2 separate regions of the Mus musculus genome follow, and region 1 is linked to region 2. A link is a contact called in public HiChIP or PLAC-seq data. All regions are on one chromosome and are shown on one strand. The core of a region is the stretch at or near the end of the contact, and the rest is flanking DNA. Distances in the headings are between cores, read along the strand shown. Region 1 overlaps Rora (RAR-related orphan receptor alpha). Region 2 overlaps Rora (RAR-related orphan receptor alpha).

Evidence for each region. HiChIP or PLAC-seq counts read pairs in DNA pulled down with a chosen protein or histone mark.
Region 1: a contact with region 2 is called in an H3K27ac HiChIP or PLAC-seq map of regulatory T cell precursor, with 3 times the contacts expected there. The contact joins two enhancer-like sites. A contact is called at or near these places in 4 of 484 Hi-C or Micro-C datasets (Th1 cells, cerebellum, nephron progenitors and 1 more) and 6 of 115 datasets of contacts at active chromatin or transcription factors (CD8 T cells, Th17 cells, double positive thymocytes and 3 more).

The regions. Positions count from the first base shown.
Region 1 is chr9:69,068,993-69,075,291 of GRCm38.p6, reverse strand. All of the region lies in intron 1 of Rora (RAR-related orphan receptor alpha), which reads right to left. Among named protein-coding and RNA genes, the nearest start is that of Gm46153, 230 kb to the left of the region's middle. Within about 2 kb of position 1,826, at least 15 of the 459 cell types and tissues checked have an H3K27ac peak or open chromatin away from gene starts, as enhancers often do. A contact at or near this core is called in Th17 cells, regulatory T cells and regulatory T cell precursor, where this site is marked.
Region 2 is chr9:68,965,511-68,972,344 of GRCm38.p6, reverse strand. All of the region lies in intron 1 of Rora (RAR-related orphan receptor alpha), which reads right to left. Among named protein-coding and RNA genes, the nearest start is that of Gm31262, 150 kb to the right of the region's middle. Within about 2 kb of position 2,699, at least 7 of the 459 cell types and tissues checked have an H3K27ac peak or open chromatin away from gene starts, as enhancers often do. A contact at or near this core is called in Th17 cells, regulatory T cells and regulatory T cell precursor, where this site is marked.

The DNA.
Region 1 (6,299 bases), core at 577-3,076, 100 kb before region 2:
AGTCATAACCATAGAGCTCTACCTTCCTCTGCTTCCTGAGTACTAGGACCGAATGCCTGTGAAACCGTATCTCTTCTAAGCAGGAGCCAGGCTGATCCACAACATATGTGGGAGGAGGGACCCCACAGGCTGGGGCTCTGCTGCAGCAAGGAAGACATGGCATCAAGCCTTGGCAGTCCCAAAGAGCAACCCCCACCCTAACAGGAAGCATGGCCAATGGAGGGACAAAGGCTCAGTAGCTAGAGCCGTCCAGGCTGGAGAACCACTTCCTGGCTATGAAATACTGGGTAAGGAGTAAGCTACTTCCCCTCTCTGAGCCCTTCTTTTCTTCTACAAAGCAAGGATCTATCTGTCTAGGGTGGAATATACCTGCCTTGCAGGGTTATCCTAAACATAAGATAATGTATATAATGGATCAACAAACATGCCTACTTATTGGTCAATAGAAAGACTTCCTCTTGTTGTTTCTTTAAAGACCTGAAGACAACAGGGTCTTGATGTGTGGTGGTGTATTTATGCTCAAACAGAGACCCTGCGTCATCTCTAGAGTTGACATATAGCTGTGTTCTCAAGGAGAAGAGAATGGCCTTCCCCCAACAAGACTCTTCACCATGCCCATTGGATTGCAGCTTCTTCTTACCTCTGTGCCCTGGTTCCATCTCAGAAGCACATTCAAATCTTTCCACATCCTTGAGATCTCCTCTCAGTTCATTCTCTCTGCATATTACATTGGAGAAACTAATTTTATTTCCAGACAAGGTGTCCTGTAGCACAGGCTGGTTTGAAACTTCCTACTTAGCTGAGAATGGCCTTGAACTTCTGATCTTCCTGCCTCTACACTCAGAGTAACCGTATTAGAGGTGTGCATTCTGGTTTATGCAGTAGTGGGACGAGAATCCAGAGCTTCACGAGTCAAGTCCCTGCTCTTGATATTCTAAAGTGTGTGTTTACTATGAGCCAGAGATTTCCTGAACATCTATTAGCCAGGATGCTGCTGGGAACCAACAGTCCTTCCCTCACAAAGTCAACAAACCAATAAGAATTTAGCATGGGGGAAGAGAGATTCCTGGAGTTTTCTCCAAAATGTCTTATAAGCAGTCCCATCTTGCTGGCCAGTCTTAAATACTGTCCTTAAAAAGACCTGGGTTCTACGATGTTCTAAGCCTTAGAGTGTAAGGTAAGGGGTGGTGGTTCAGATCCTGTGTGTCCCTGTAGGTTGCTTCATAGGCATTAAAAACAGTTCTCCTTCTGACCCACTAAAGTGGATTACTTGTGTGTGGGGTGTGTGGGTACATTCCTGTGTGTAGGTACATGTATGTATTTGCACATACATACCTGTGTATATGGAGGTCAGAGGTTAACATCAACTGTCATTCCTCAGACCCTGTCCACCTTATGTTTGTGGCAGTGTCTCTCATTGGCTTGGAGCTCTCACCAAGGAAGCCAGCCTGGTTGGTTAGAGATACCGGGTGATCCACCTTCTCCACCATTCCAGCTCCCCCCTCCCGTGCAACCATGCTTGGCATTTTAAGGCAGTCTGTGGGGATCAAACTCAGTTCCCCACACTTGCAAGGCAAGCACTTTACTGACCAAACCATCTCCCTAACCTTGGATTACTTATTTATATAATTTGTTTACCCTAAGCATTGACCACAAAGCTCTGGGGGAGACAGGCCAGCTGCTAAGGGAAGATCAGATGCCCAGAAGGTCCCCCCCCCCACCCCCGCCGCTAAGACACAAAGCGTCTCACCGTGATTCACACTCAGACTGAGAGATAGCTGTCATTTCGTTTCCTTGTCTCATTTCCTCTGCAGTCTGATATTCTCTGAAATCAGCCCCCCACCCCCACCTCCGTGCAGGGAGATTGTGAGAGCAAAGAGGTAGATAAGGAGGGAGGGGCAGAGGAGGAGACAGACATTTCAGTCTAGAACTGATCGACCCATGTGAAAGCCACTCTTTGAGTCTCACCCTCTCTCTTTATCACTGAGGTCCTTTTCAAAAATCTGCTAGGGTTGGATGAGAGATATTTGATGCTGCCAGGAGGCAGTGATCCTGGGACATCCTCAGGGATGTCAATGTCTTAGAGAGCAGGATCACCTTGTTCAGAGGCCTCTCTTATTTTTATTTATTTTAAAATGCTTATTGCATGTGTGCATGTATGTATGTATGTATGTATGTATGTATGCATGTGGAGGCCAGAGGCCAAACTCAGGGATTTGTCCTCCAGGATGCTGGCTATTTAAAAGCTAGATACTGTGTTTGACACTTTTGGGGGAGGGGTGGGGTGTGTCACAGTACACACGTGGTGGTCAGAAGACAACTCCGGCGAAGCCAGTTCTCTTCATTTCCCTTTCCATGAGTTCTAGGACCAGAACTCAGGTTGCCAGGCTTGGGTGGCAAGCACGTTTACCCAGTAGGCCTTCTCACCAGCCCCACCTTGGTATTTTCTTACTGGCCTGGAATTCAACAAGCAGGCTAGATTGACTGGCCAGCCAGTAAAACTCAGGGGAACTGCCTGTCTCTGCCTCCCCAGTGCTGGGATTACATGTGTGTGCCTCCACGCCTGACTTTTTAAAAGTGGGTTCTGGGGAACAAACTGAGGAGGTCGTAATGATACTTTACTAACTGAGCCATGCCGTCTGCCCTTTTTCCTCTGGGAGAGTCACCACTTACCGGATAACACACACACAACACATATTTGTTAATTCCACAAAGGGAGAGAGAAGAGAGTTGCACTGAGTTAAACCAGCTCTGACACCTCTCTGGCCCCAGCCTGGGATTAGCTGTGAAGTTCAGATGGCAGTGCCAGGAGAACCAACTTAAAACAAAATCTCTCTTTGGTAACACTGCCTCTGACTCAAGTCTGATGGAAAGTTATCAACTTTGGAAACCCTCAAGGAAGAGGCAAAAACATCACATCAGCTCTTGTTTCTTTTGATGTTCAAAAGAGAACTACCTTAAACACCAGGATGGAGACGGGGGAGGAAGGATGCCAGGCTCACCGGGCACAGTCACGTATGTAAGGCAGCTTCCCCAGGTGACCTCAGTGAGAGAGCAGCATTCTCTGCATCTGGGTTTCCTTTGCTGTAAAAAGTCAACGGCACCTTCTACTCTATCCCCCACAAACCTCTCAAACTCCTATTCATCTCCCAAGACCCATTTTGATGCTCTCTCCCTGTGAGGTTCCCTCACCCTTCACTTCTCTCTCCCGCCTAGCATCCACTGTGTTGGGGCAGTTAACTCTCGCTGATTTACTGCCTCCAGCTACTCTGAAGGGCAGATGTCTACATATTCTTCACTTTTATGGTGCTTGGTATCTAGTACTTGAGGGCTGAGGGCTTATAAAAATGATCTGAGAAACATGGTGGGAAGGGGCTTTAAAACTAGGGCCATCAACATATAATGTGGTTATTATGAAGGGCAGACTTCACAGTAGGGTGGCAGCCTATTGACTGCCCAGAGAAATATGCTTCCAGGATGACAGGAATAGACCCCGTTAACGCGTTTAATCCATTACCACTGGCTAAAATGAGCTAAGCACCTGCAGACTCAGAGGGGAAGGAACCAGTAGAGATTCAGCAAGGCCGCCTCTCCTCCTGTCACTGTGTCCCAACTGCTTGATCCAGGATTTCGAACCCTCCCTGCCCACAGGCTCTGAGGTAAGGCGATTATATAAGGGATGAATGCAGCCCTCGCTTGTTTTAATAAAAGAAACAGCCCATTTAAAGGAACACGGACCTCAGTGGCTTGGAGATCTCTGACTGAATGTGATCCAGAGGCCATGCAATACAAAACAGCTGTCTAGAGAATAGCTGGTTTTTCCTCTTTAAAACACTCTGGAAAATTTGCTCTGTCCCTGTGCCAAGATGAAAAAATGAAAACCAGAAGGGCTGCTCGGAACGTCTCTTCATTTTACAGACTACTTTAATGCATAATGCCATAAAGACAGAAGCTCTGCTACTAGAAGGCCCTGAGCGCTCCGTGGAGAGGCCGGCCACCATGTGGGATTTGCAAGCAGACCCCGGGGGTGGGATGGGGGGGGGGGAGGACTCTCCATCTGAGATAGATTTCAGAGCCGCCTGCAGGGGCCTTAGGTTATAGGAGTTTCCTAAGAAAATATCAGCAAACTGGCCTGCTTTGGAAAACTTTCCCACTGTACAGCATAATGCTAATTGATCATGTCTGATGATGAAGAGGCTAATAAAGGTGGTGCTGGTGTTGAGAGTGATGATGGTGGTGGTGATTATGGGAGTGATGATGTTGGTAACTGTAGTGATAGTGCTGACTGTGAGTGTGGTCCTTGTGGTGCTGATGGTGGTGATGATGGCAATGGTAGTGGTGGTATAAAACACAGTTCTCATACTGCTACAATGACTAGATAAGCAATTCATGACTGATGCTATACATGTGGAAGATGAAGGCTGATGGGGCAGGCTGGCTTTGGGTTTAATACCTGGCCATGGATGTAACCAGAGAGGGGCTTTAGGGTGGTGGCAGTGGGCTCCAGAGGACAGGGAGGGGCAAAACTATAAGGACGGAGGTCGGGAGAGGGCACAAGTGCTGGGATCCCATGGATCCCACTCTGTTCCTGCACCCTACAAAGGACAGATCACATGACCAAGGGCCATCATGGGATGATGTAAGGACCAAGTGATAGGGCGGAGCACGTTGCATTGTAGATACTACAAGAATGGTGGTTACAACACTTCATGATTATTTCAAGCTTTACAGAGGGTCACCTACCCTGAGAAGGATTAAATCCATTTAGTCCTCATGATTTTGCCTGCATGGGGATTCTCTCAAAATAGTTCATGAGGCCCTCTTCTTTTCCCTCTGCAGGGACTTAACAAATGGCAATCAACTGAAGCAGCTGGCTTCACACTCAGGAGATCCCAAGCCTGGGGAGGCATAAGGTGTGTGTGTGTGTGTGTGTGTGTGTGTGTGTGTGTGTGTGTGTACTTCTGTGTATGTAGGAAGTGTGTGTGTGTGTGTGTGTGTGTGTGTGTGTGCTTGTGGTGGAGCATGTGTGTACAAAGTCAGGTGATGTGTGTCTGCATGTTTGTGTTGTGTTGTATGTGTGTGTGTGTGTGTGTGTGTGTGTGCGCATGCGCGCGCGTGTGCACTTTCATGTAAGTCATGAATCTGGTGGCTATTTCTTTTGCTCTTTACTTTTAAAACACCACTCCCTTGCTGTTGACAAACCACCTTTGTCTTTTTTTTTTCTTTTTAGATATTTCTGTGTCTACAGAGATGAAAATCTTTGCTCTGATTCAATGAGGCAGGAAATCAATGAAGGTTTTCATTTTCTGCTCAGCCCCCAAAGACAAGAGGCTGACAGAAGCCTAAGGAAAGGTGTGGAGAGATGCCTGTGAGCTTCTTTCTGAGTTCTGTTTTCTACAAAAACTACAACAGGAGTAGGTTTTACCTGCTCCATCGTCCTGTGTAAAACCCAAACGTTCTCCCCTTGTTTTATGAAAACTTTTTTAAAAGCCATGCTGTTCTGATTAATATGGACAACTTCAACAAAAGAAAGACACCTTAATCTTTTAAAGACAGCCCCTACCAAACCTAACAGTTTGGGTTTTAAATGGCTACATTGAAATATTTCTTTCTCTATTCATTTCCAAACGGAGGCCATAAATCACCCATACAAACACAATGGCCTGTGCCTGTGGCAATTTATCATTTGGATAATGTCACCTGGTCAGGTGTGCATTAATTTATGCCTCAAATTAGGACTGCAGTTGGCTGGAATCTTCCCTTTTCTCTGCACGCCAGAGCAGCAGCTCCTCAGGACCCAGAATGCGCACCCAGGGCAGGAAGACATCACACCATTCTTTACTCTCCTAGAATCTGAGGAAAGGGCTGGAAAAAGCCAGGGCCTGCCAGCCAAGTGCTGGTCAGGGTTGCAACCTATGATGGAATGCTTGCTGTGGTCAAACCCAAGAGGAAACACGCAAAGCCTCCTCCTGTCTCTATGCATGCGTGTTTGGGGTACACATGCATGCTCACGTGTGCATGGAGACCAGAGAATGACCTCAGGTGTCGATCCTGAGGTACTGCCTACCTTGATCTCTTTTAAAGAAGGAATTATATTTATTTTTATACATGCTAATGTTTTGCCTACAGAATGCCTGTGCACCATACATATGCCTAGCACCAACAAACTCCTGAAAGGGATGTTGGATCTCCTGGAACTACAGTTAGGGATGGTGGTGAGCTTGAACCTGGGTCCTCTGGAAGAGCATCAGGGGCTCTTAACCACAGAGCTGCCTCTCCAGCCCCCATCTTGCTTTTTG
Region 2 (6,834 bases), core at 1,450-3,949:
AGTCTCCTACCCACACTTCAGACTAAACACACGGTCAAGTAAGCCCAGATTAAACAGGGCTTTATCGGCATAGAGTTTGGGTAATCTCTCAGTCAACAAAATCTGGGGAATGTGTGTGCAGAATATCCATTTTACAAATGTCAGGCCACAAAGTCAAACTCTTCTTGAGAGGTTGTTAAGGACTCCCTAATCCAGCTAATATAGGAGGCTGACAGCAGCTCAGTCAGACTGGCTTCCAACCTGGAACCTGCTTTTCCCTACACAAAGACCAGCGAAGGATAGGCTCTGGAATATCACTGTAGTCATTTCCCCAATGAACAACGCAGGCGTTGGTGTGAATGAAAAGCACCTTGTCTAGATGGCTCTCATTACTAATGAGGGTCCTGAAGAGCACACATCCTCACAGCCACAGTACAACGAACTTTATGTGTCATATTTTAACTTTGGGTACAAGCTACAAAGTTCAAGTTTAAAAAGGCCATTTCTAATTAGACAAGTAGAATGTTTTAAAGTGGGGTGATATTGTTATACCATCAAGGGGAGATAAAGTATTACAGTGTCTACTGTGGGTGTGAGGAGACTTCTCAGTAGATGCAGAAGAGTTCTTGTTGCACAAGCATAAGGACATGGGTTTGAATCCCAGTCCCCACACAGAAAACCAGTCATGGGCGTGCGTGCACACACACACACACATACACCTATAATCCCAGTGCTGCAGATGATGAAGACAAAAGGATGAAGACAAAAGGATGGCTGAGGCTCATAGGACTCCCTCCAGTCTAGCTTCAGATGCAGCCAGGGAACCCTGTCTCAAGGAATAAGGCAGAGAGTGATAGACCAGGAATGATAGACATCTCATCTGGCTTCTGCACAGGTGCACATAGGAACATACAACTGCACATAGGTGTTCATAACACACACACACATACACACACACACACACACACACACACACACACACACACACACACACATCTGCTAACAAGTCTATGAAGACCAGCCACAAAATGGTTAACACAGGCAGATAAGGAAAAGGAGGAGTCTATAAGACACATGATTGTCACAAGCATCAGCGAATGACACCTTCTAGATTTATGTTGAAGCCACATGGCTGGCTATTTTAATACTGCTGTCAGAATGGCCCAGTGTGCTGCTAACTGAGGCTTAATCTGCGTGAGTCAGATGGAGTCACTGACTACAGACGTATGATATGACCCCCAACACTCCACACAGGAAACATGTACACTTCCACACAGGTTTTCTCCTTTTTTAGTAGATATTGATAGAAATAAACATGTAAAGGATATGGCCATGGTATCTGCTACATGGTAAAATTATTCCTGTCTTCTTCCCTTAGGTCAGAAAAACCTCATGTATCCATGTATGCCCACTGCATGTTTGACACAAAAACCACGCCTAAGTGGGATACACATACAAAACACTGCTTCATGCTTTTTATTCCACAGTGAACACTGATTTTCTTGTCTTACTGGGAAACTTAAAAAAAGATTTTTTGATTCATGATATTCTTCATGATTCAGTTGTTTTTCTTGTTTGTTTGTCTGTCTGTTTTTACAACCTACACATCCTAAAGAAACATTTATTTTATTTATTAAAATACTGTTTATATCCCCCAATTTAATAGGTTTTTGAAAAATGACATATTTAAACTAAAGGAAATTCCTCTTCCAATTTATTGTTAAATAGTCACAAGTACCTTCTAGTGAGACACATGTGACTGGTGGGTACCACACAACTTTTTAGACCTTGCCATCACATTGGAAACCCACACCCTCAATTCCTATTCCATACTGATTTTCTTGATGTCACACTTGACATTATAGTGATTGCCCAAAACCCCAGTTTTGCACTGTTGTGACATCATTAAATGTAGAGGACTCCAGTAGTGGAACTGTGAGCTCCTTGAACAAGGCGTTCACATGAGTCTGACAGATGTCACAAATCACTGTTTTCCTCCACTGTTTAAATATTTCCTGGCACCCCTCTGAGTATGCAGTAAGACACAGGGGCTCATTGCCTGGGAACCAGGAGACTAATCAACAAGAATGAGTCAGACTCTCCTATGCCACTGTTTGAGAAATATGAATGAGACTACCCCAGACGTAACCCTGAATCACAGCAACTTTCGGGCACGCCATTTGAACTCATTCTTTCCATAATTTTTCGTTTATAATATGCCTTAAATATTTTTATTTTTTTTAAGTGTGTGTGAGAGTTTTGAATGCCTGTTGTGCACCTGCATGCGCTCATGAAGCGTGGATGTCAGAGCCTGACACTTAGCATCGCCCTTAGTAGATCTCCATCTTATTTTTCGAGACCAGGTCTCTCACGTGGAGCTTGTTGATTTGGCTAGGCTGGATGGCCAGTGAGCTTCAGTGATCCCCTGGAGCTGAGGTTTTACACACATACGCACACACACACATACACACACACACACACACACACACTGTTACTCCCAGGTTTTTCTATGGGTGCTGGGGATCATTAAAACTTAAGTCTTTATGCTTGCATAGTAAGCACTTGACCCATTGATTTATCAACACAAAGCACTATAAATATCACACACACACACACACACACACACACACACACACACACACACACACACACTCCAGTCATCTTAACAGTGTCATATAGTCAGATAAGGTCAGACTTTTGGAGATTCTGACAAGTCCTTGCTCACGTCAGTTTTAAGATTAGCAAAGGTCACCTCAGCATAGCTGTATGCTTATCAGGTGGTTCTGTGCTGTGCTCAGCTTCTTGTACTCTTATTTCAGACACGGAAGGGAATCTCCTTTACACGTGGGGATAGTACAACACCCGAGCCTCCGACCCTAAGTCTGCTGTTCTGAACTTAGCTGCAGGCAGAGAGAAGCGCCAGGCTTCTCTGTCCTTTACTAAGAACAGGCTTCACCTTTTCTCACTAAAACTCCATCCTGGGTCATTTTCTAGGTATCATACGGTGAAAAGAAAGTGTTAGCCTTGTTCTAGAAGAGGAACTGGGGCAGGGCTGCTTTTCTCACTGCTCTGACAAAATATCTGGCAAGAGGAACCTAAAAAAGGAAGGGTCTGTTTGACTCCAAGTTCAAAGGTACAGTCCACCATGGTGGGGAATGCAGGACAGCAGCTGCAGCTGGTCACACCACAGCCGCAGTCAGTGAACACAGAGGAATACTAGGGCTCGGCTCACTTTGTCCTTATTCAGTGTCGGATAGATAAGCCCTTAGAATGGCACTGCCCCACCCACCTCAGTTAACCTCATCTAGAAACTCCCTCATAGAAATGTCTAGAAGCTTGTTTCCATGGTGATGCTAGATCCTGCCATGCTGGTGGTCAGTAGTAATTATGACAGAGAGAGAAAGAGAAAGGAAAGTTATGTTAGTTAACACTTAATGATTACCTGAGAAGAAAGGGGCTTGACTTAAAGTCTCTGTCATTTCTGTGTCCCAAGTATGCAAATATTCCCACCATGGATGGGTGATGTCAATGAATTTGGGGTTAAGAAGTGGCTATCACCTCCGAACAGAAGATTTCATATTTTCTCTTCCTCTCCTTTATCTTCCTCCTCCTCTTTCTTCTCTCCCCCTCTCTCATTTTTTTTAACTCCTCTGGTTTTTTTTTTTTCCACATAGGATTTCATGCAGTGCACGCTGGCCTTGAACTTGCTGTTTATCTGAGACAGACCTTGAACTTCTGATCCTCCTGCTTCGACCTCCCAAGTGCTGGAATCACAGGTAAGACATGAGTCACCCACCACACCTGGCTTATGCAGTCCTGACAAGTAAATCCAGGGATTCACGCATGGGAGGCAAGCACTTTACCACAGGATCCACATTCCCTAACCCCTTTCCTTTGCTTCTACGGCAGCCTGTGGAAGGCTTTGACTCAGGGCACATGTGTGCTTCAACTCTTGGCTCAAGTTTCATATATATCCTAATTGAAAAAAATTAATCTAAAAAAATAAGGTTGGAGATGTGTGTGTGTGTGAGAGAGAGAGAGAGAGAGAGAGAGAGAGAGAGAGAGAATGAATGGACCTTGGAGAGAAAGCGCAATGAGCCTAAGCAGTGCTGGAGTGGATGTCTTCCTCTGTGTGGAGGGGATACTGTCTCAATCTTTCTTCCTCAATTTATCCAGTGGAGGGAGCATTTCAGTAAAATCAAGTTCACAAACATTCAGCAGGCATCTATCCAAGGCCTCATGTTTATTTTACTTGTTCTGAAGGGTCCAAAGAGAAAACAAGGCTGACTCTGACCTCAAGGGGGGCAATGTACCCAGAAACAGGAGACTGATTGTCCAGAGTTATTCTCCCCAACTCCTTTTCCAAGAGGCAAATGCCGAATTCATCAGACCATCCCCATGCAAAGGCACAGAGGAGGGCATACATTATTTGGAATAAACAGAAACACAATGGTTATTACAAGGGTGGTTACCCTCCCAGGGACCATGAGTTTAGAATTATGCAAAATAGGAGAAGATCGATCCTTAAAAGTTCTCAGTGTAAAAGACACTTAAATGAGGTGGCAATGAGAAATACAATATCTCCTAATGAGTTAAAATGTCCTGTGCAAAGCCCTGTTGGAAAAATGTCCTGCTGTCCCACTGGCTTGGCCAGCGTGTGGGAGTTTATTCTGAGTGTGTATACAGTTATCTATGAAGTAGTTTATTTGCCTAAACACAATGCAAGTTCACTAATAATTGTACTGAGCCCTTGCCTGTTTTTGACCCTGGGTATGAGTGAAGGGCCACACTTGTGTTTTACATGAGGAATCAGCCAGGTAGTCACAGAGCCCCAATGCCTTCTTTAAAGGACAGACATGATGAATCTGCAGTAATGTGATGTAACAAGCCAAAGGCTAAATCATGTATACCCTTATCCTTCCCAGGTATATACTGGATTTTGGTAGAAGTCTTTCCCTTCTAAGTTTCATCCTGGTGATACAGGGAACTTCCCCCCAACACTGGTCCCTAGTTTGTACCGCTAGGTGGATGCTAAGTACCTCGATTTTGAGGGGGGAAATGCTGGGGCTGAAGAAATGGCTCAGTGGTTTAAAGCACTTGCTACTCTTGCAGAGGACCTGAGTTTGATTCCCAGCATCCACATGGTGGCTCACAACCACCTGCAACTACCAATTCCAGGGGACCCAATGCCTCTCTCACACACACATAATTAAGAAAAGCAAAAATACGTCTTATAAAGAAATACAATTCTTAAGACGCACCAGACAGCTCATTAGATCAGCTTTCTCCGATACATATGTGTTGTTTCCGATTTTTTTTTAATGTTTTCCAAGCAGGGACCACTGAGCTTTCTTTCAAGTGCCAAGAACTATGACAGCTGCTCTATAAAGGTATCCAACAGTTAATTAAGACACGCGTGTCATCGCTGCACTCCTTTGTGTTTCGTGGGAAGCGGCTGCTAAACAGATGAAAGTGGGTCTGGGGCGAGGGGGAGCGTAACTATTATTTCAATTAATAAATAGCTCTAAAAGAGAAGGAAGCCACGGAGGCCGCCGTGCGCCTGGATCTGCCCCGGTTCTGTCAGGAAAATTAAACAGAGCACGGGTGATGGCTGGCTCTCGCTTCTGCTGAAGAGGCCCAGGCAAGTTGGGTCACCTGTGCTGAGCAAGTTTGCGGCTGCCTGGTTCTTGGGGCACCCCCTAGTGACATCTTGGTATAACCTCCCACACCCATTTCCGGCTACTGGGGGAAAAGGTATAAAATTTCCCTTTTTCTTCCAACCCACAGTCTCCCTTCTATTTCCTGCACCCCCTTCCACTAAAGAAACCGTAACATGAATTTCCAGACAAATATCAGGGAAGCACTTATAAATATTTCAGAGGTGTTTCATAAATAAATAAGCAAATCTACAAAAAGACTTCTTTTAATGAGATCTTGGCTGTGGTTTCTGCCTTTTATTTGAGCATCATTAAAATCAGTTGGGGAGGTTTTTTTTTTTTTTTCCTTACTGGACTCTTTTGGGGGGGCTTCATAACATATGAACATGCTTGCTATGTGTCTCTGAAACTTGTAGCCCTTTACTTTTTGACAGATTAGGCCGTGGCAGCACAAGGGAATAGCTTTTACTCTTTTTAAAGTAAATACTAATCAATAGCAACGGACAAAACCCTTCTCGCTGTCTAATTGCACCGTAGCTGCTCATAGACCCAGCAGAATTTTCCCCTGGATAGAACAAAATTAACTACCAGGGACTGGTCTGGTGAATTATCACCGACTCTCTATTCAGATGTAATTAACACAAAGCGCCAACAACCAAATGCATGTTCGCGGATCTTTTTTGAAGGTGTGACTTTTCAAACAGGGTCTGGGGACGGTGCTGCCCATGTCAAAATTCTCAACACAAACATCTGCATGGGAAATCCAGCTGGCAGGGAGGTGGCCATGACTATCATTGGGAAACCCCTGTAACCCACCCCGACTTTGTGTCTGCAGTCTCTTTTTCACCACTTCGTGCTCTCGGGTTATTCCCTTGATAGTGTCAGGAATAACTAGACCATCTCAGAGACAACAAATGACTGAATGCAGCATAGCCAGCAAGTGTAGCAGAAAGCACTGGCAGGATCAGATGCTTGACAGGTAGCTATCTCAGCAGCTCCCACAGGCAGGGGTATCACAAGCTTTCACTTTGGTTAAACAGAATTAATATTTTGATTGTGCAACAAGATTTTATTTTATTATTTATTTGCATGTGTCTCTGTGTGTGTCTCGATGTGCGCGCGCGTGCGCGCGCGCACACACACACACACACACACACACACACATATATGTCTGTAAAGGTCAGAGGTTGATGTCTGG